Linked DNA regions of Bombyx mori: region 2 is linked to region 1. Evidence: chromatin contacts called from public Hi-C data. All regions are on one chromosome and are shown on one strand. The core of a region is the stretch at or near the end of the contact, and the rest is flanking DNA. Distances in the headings are between cores, read along the strand shown.

Evidence for each region. Hi-C and Micro-C count contacts between places; a contact is called where the count stands out from the background.
Region 2: a contact with region 1 is called in a Hi-C map of midgut, with 1.9 times the contacts expected there. The contact joins two enhancer-like sites. A contact is called at or near these places in 3 of 7 Hi-C or Micro-C datasets (middle silk gland, midgut and posterior silk gland).

The regions. Positions count from the first base shown.
Region 1 is chr24:3,713,720-3,716,466 of ASM3026992v2, reverse strand. No RefSeq gene overlaps it. Among protein-coding and RNA genes, the nearest start is that of LOC101736839, 44 kb to the left of the region's middle. Within about 2 kb of position 1,421, at least 2 of the 8 cell types and tissues checked have open chromatin away from gene starts, as enhancers often do.
Region 2 is chr24:3,766,471-3,769,217 of ASM3026992v2, reverse strand. No RefSeq gene overlaps it. Among protein-coding and RNA genes, the nearest start is that of LOC101736839, 8.8 kb to the right of the region's middle. Within about 2 kb of position 1,412, at least 1 of the 8 cell types and tissues checked has open chromatin away from gene starts, as enhancers often do.

The sequences.
Region 1 (2,747 bases), core at 172-2,671:
GCCTGTCCCACCCTTCAAAAAAGACGCATACTCTGCGGCTGTGGTAGGCAGGATGGTATCAGCATAGGCGCCGCTAATCACTACATAGTATAAAACAAAATCGCTTTCTCTATCCCCATATCCCTATGTATGCTTAAATCTTTAAAACTACGCAACGGATTTTGTAGCGGTTTTCTTTACTAGATAGAGTGATTGAAAAAAAAGGTTTATATGTATAATAACATCCATGAAATAGTGGAGAAATCAATAATAAATTACAGTTTCCGAAGCGAAGCGAGGGCGGGTCGTTAGTATACAATATAACTTATACATATTTATAAATTTATTTGAAGTAATTGTGGCCTAAATAACAAGATTCTCGGTGCATTCAAATGGAGTGATGTGAATGTGCCGGTCCTCGAATTCCCTCGGTAGTTTCCTATTTTTCTAATGAAATACGTATTTAACTGATGAAAATAACATCGTGTAATAAAAATCAAACCTTTAATAGTTTTAGTTTGCATAATGTATGCATGGTGGAAGGGTGTAAAAGCAAACCCGCAATCATTATAATTTAGCATAATGGCCACATGACGTAAAGACGTCTTGTAAAAAAAAGTTAATGAGTGTTTTTTTATAAAACCAATGTCATTTCTTTATCGTGAAAGTAATTCGTAAACACGATGGTGAGTGTTTACCGTCACTCATGGACTTCAGCAATGCCTGGGGCAGCGACAAGCCACTGCCTACCGTTGAATACTGTCCACAAGCCTCGTTTGAAAAAGAACAAGTCATAGCGTTCGGAAACACCGTGGAGGGGAGCTCATTCTAAATCCGGATGGTAAGTGGCAAAAAAGATCTCTGGAAACGCACTGTGTATGAACGCAGTGGCTCCAGGTAGTATGGGTATGAGCTAAAACTGTCTGGCCATTTCTGAAAAATTACATCTCATGTAAATCACCACAGTACGTCTCCAGTTATTTTATTTGCCTCGTACCATTTTTTATGATTGAGGGATTACTGGTGTCCCGGAGGCCTTTCCAGTTTCACCAGGAGAGGTGGGCGAGCAAGGGCTCTGCCAGGAGGGATGGAATTTGATAACAGCTACCCGAGTGCCTTCAAAGGAGACCTAACAGCTCAAGAGCAGCTGCTTCGCGTGTGAATCTAGTACAGGATTGAAATCGCGACCCACTCAGAAGGTCCAAGAAGAAAGTCAGCCGGTTGATCTTCAGGTAAGGTTGCTGCCTTGTTCCACTGTGTGTATTTTAAAATTACAGTAAAAGTCCTAATATCCTTTTTCAAACATGTAGTCTGCTTTCAATACGAGCAAAGTAATAAAAAATTGGATTACTTTTAATCAAGTGAACCCTAAACAAAAAAGGATGTATACATCACCGGTCCTAACAGTACCTCTTCAATGAAGAGAAAATGGCCACCCATTTTCTGTTATTGACATAAAATACTCAATGACGTTTGAAGATCATGGGAATGCCGCCTTAGCTGTAGAGTTTTTAAATGCCAATATCCTATAAAATCGATTTTGGTGCTTAAGGCATTATCAGTGAAATAAAGATGGAGCTCGATAAGGTTTTTCAAGCGAAGATATGCTTTAAACCTAAGCTTTACAGGCGAATTTCGTGTATCATAAGCTCACAACTTTTTGTCAAGCATTTCAAATGTTATTCGTTTTTTTTTTCTAAAAACGTTACTTTTTTTTCTTCTTTTAAAATTTCTGATTGAAATCCTAATTAGGGATCTGGTTTTTCATGTATCTCTAACCCTGAAGCAGATGGCGTGATGTTAATCTGAAATGAGATAATAATAACACAGTGTTTATTTAAATTAACAACATGGATTTGCTCAGCTGTTCTTAGTTTTCTAAAGGTTCCCCATTCTAAATCTTTAAGCCTAGCTTTGTTCTGCGTTACGTGGGACCAAGAGGCCGTAGCCCAATCAGATGGTCTGATCAAAATCGCTGAGTTTTCGACATGAAGCTACCCGTGATGCCAAGAACAGACACAGATGGAGGAGCATCGTTAAAGAGAAATTAATCTCTCGTGAGGGAAAATCAGGTACCTCAGTAATAAAGAAGACACCAGAAGATAGAAGATTCACATCAGAAACCCGAGACAAGGGCATGTATATCCCCGATCCTGAACAAACAAAAATATAACAGACTAATAATCTAAGGACTAAGGATCGCTAGTAATTAGACCAACGAGACCTTAATGGCTTACTTAATTATTTAACAGATTCCCTGAGCATACCAACGAAAGCGTAAATAGGTGATGGACGCAAACTTTTAAAACATTGCTTTATATTACAGCGTAAGACTTTTCTTCTTCTTCTTCTAAGCGTTTTTCCGGTCTAGTGCAAGGGTCCGCTTTCCTACTTGAACTCCCCCACTTTGCCCGGTCTGAAAATCCTTCTGGGTGAGGTTATTCTCCTCCATATCCGCCTTTACCACATCCAACCAGCGTTAATTGGGTCTACCGCGGGATCTTGGGCATGGTACGGAGAGATTGAGTGTGGTCTGTCTTCAATTTCAGCAATGGATACCTTACAATCAGTTAAAAAAGCGTAAAATACTAGCCTAACATTTATTTTAGTCGGCAAAAACAGTATACGTCAGATACATCGTCCCATTTGTTAATGAGTATTCGCATAGATAGACAAATTTGCAAGTCACATGAATGATTAGAAGTGAACAGTGAAGAATTAATTAGTATAGTGAATACGACTGTGTCACTTGTAGACAAATTGTATGG
Region 2 (2,747 bases), core at 163-2,662, 53 kb before region 1:
GCTCTATCTTCAATCGACCGTGAGCGACGGTAGCCACTCATCATCAGGTGGACTGTATTCTCGTCTGCTTATACGGCAATAGACGGTCCATTGTCAGCAGATGTGTCTTCAACCTCTTGAACATCATCTGCGGGCTTTAGACCGAGAAAATACCAGTTCCCAATCTCCTCAATTACCCGGTTCGAAGCTCTCACGAGACAATCTCAATCGGAGACCAACTTAACCAATCAATCCCTTAAGTTTATTAATAAACCACGAAATGGTTAAACTAACGCTGTAAAATAAAGTCTAAAGAGACGACAGTCTTTAAAGTTATTAACGACCCGTTTTAACGGTCCGCAATAATAAAAATGTAATTAATTTTATGACTTCATTATTAACGGGCCATAAAATCGTTAGTGTGTAGGTACTTCCCGTCGATACCGGAGGATGGTTAAAACTTTATTTAATAGGAAAATTGGAAAGAGCCCGTTCGCTCAATCTCGATAAGAAAATATACAGTTATTAATTAGTATTATTATTTTCTATTTTTAATTTTTTATTGCTTAGATGTATGGACGAGCTCATAACCCACCTGGTGTTAAGTGGTTACTGAAGCCCATAGACATCTACAACGTAAATGCGCTACCCACCTTGAGATATAAGTTCTAAGGTCTCAGTATAGTTACAACAGCTGCCCCACCCTTCAAACCTAAACGCATTACTGCTTCACGGCAGAAATAGGCAGGGTGGTGGTACCTACCCGTGCGGACTTACAAGAGGTATTACCACCAGTAAGCGTCACGTAGCGATCTGTTTCAGTTAACAATGAGCTATTCCTTTAGCTGATTTTAATCTTAATAATGATATGAACACAGTTAGATGTCCAGTGACATCTTCATCTTTTATTGTAGGATTTAATTTCTATACCATTTAATAATTTTTATACCATCTAATAATACCATTTAATAAGTTACAGCTTTGGGGAATGGCCAGCATTAACCATGTCGAGATCCTTGAAAGGTTTAAAAAATACAACTATAAGAACAATGCTAAGAATACCGCATTACATAAGCAACAATATCAAACTGACCTAAATATTCTCACAGTGAAAGAGGAAATTATCGCTTACAGCAAGAAATACGATTTTTTTATTACTTAGGTGGTGGTCGAGCTCAAGCCCCACCCGGTGTTAAGTGGTTACTGGAGCCTATAGAAATCTACAACGTAAATTCCGCCACCCACCTTGAGACATCAGTTGTATGGTCTCAGTTTTCACAATCGGTTTTAACAATACAACGGCTTCCGCACCCTTTAAACCGAAACGCATTACGGCTTCACGGCAGAAATAGGCAGGGTGACGATACCTACTCGTGTGGACTCATACAACGCCCCACGATCGGTTATTACTACCATATTCGGTGTTAAATTTCGACTAGAAATATTTACCTACAGACTATGGCAGCATTAACTAACACAGTATTATAGTCTGTGGTCAACTGCTTTTAATTTTGGCGGGTTTTTTGTTTAGAAACAAAGTGTCTTTGTCAAGTGTTTTTAATTTTGGTTAATGTTAATGCTGCCCATAGTCTGTCGGTGAACATTTGCAGTCGCCACAAGTACATCTAGTACGTTTGCATTATAAATGTTCTATGGCAAGAATAAAATTGACTTTTTAGCGGGAACTTGACAAAAACTTTATTGTTCATTGGAGACTCGTTAAATTCTCCCCATTAAAACTGAGTATAAGAGCTTGCAGGCTTAAGCTGAAATAGTTATCATAGCCAATCTATATATTAATACGTGAAGCAAAAACTTTGTATCCCTTTTTACGAAAATCGCGCGGACGGAGGAGTATGAAATTTTCTACACTTATAGAGAATATAGAGAAGAAGTGCACAATGCCTATTTTTTTTTTTTAAATAATGCATAAAAGATACATTAAATCAATAAAGAAAACATTACACACACTACATACCATGTATTTGACGCACACACGCATGCACACTATTTATTGTCAAACTTTTGTTCTTGACGTCTGTTGTCAAATTGAGAATAGATTCAATATTGTTTGTCTTTAGTTATATTTTTTATAGTGTAGTCTTGGCGAAATTTTTGATTATAGAAGTATAAAATACAATCATAATAGTGTACAAACTTACAATTCCAATTAATTATAGTCGAATTTCGACTACTGCGGGACCTCTAGTAGACATTAAAACGAAGTCGCTAATCAACTGTGTAGATTCCTCTCTCGATATCCTGGATAAAACATGTAGTTTAATAGATCGAGAAACGAATGGCGATAAAAAAAAAATAGATAAAAATATATTATTTTTATGTCACCTGGAAAATTACCAAGACACAATTTTCCTCTACTTTCATATCTAAACATATAAATCGCAGGTAGCGGCCTTATATTGTGAAGGTCGCAAAGAAACCGTGGTGTTCGGTTAGTTTACGAAATAGACCATACATCTTGCTTAATTGACATTATCTGCTTTGGCCAGCAGGCGCGTTTTTCTTTTTATTTTTAGCTTCCTTTTTACACATGTCGCGGAACGCACGATAAAGCCGGCGAGCTCTTTAATGTCCCGGTTTTTGTTTTTGTTTGAGCGTTCGTTTGTGTTTCGATTTGATAGCCTTGAGAGGCTATTCCAGCGTAACCCTAACTAGTAGATGAACTCACGAGGCTCAAACCTGATGACGTTGCTAACACGAACCCTAGCAAGAGCCGTGCTTCGCAGAATCTACCACCGGATCGGAAA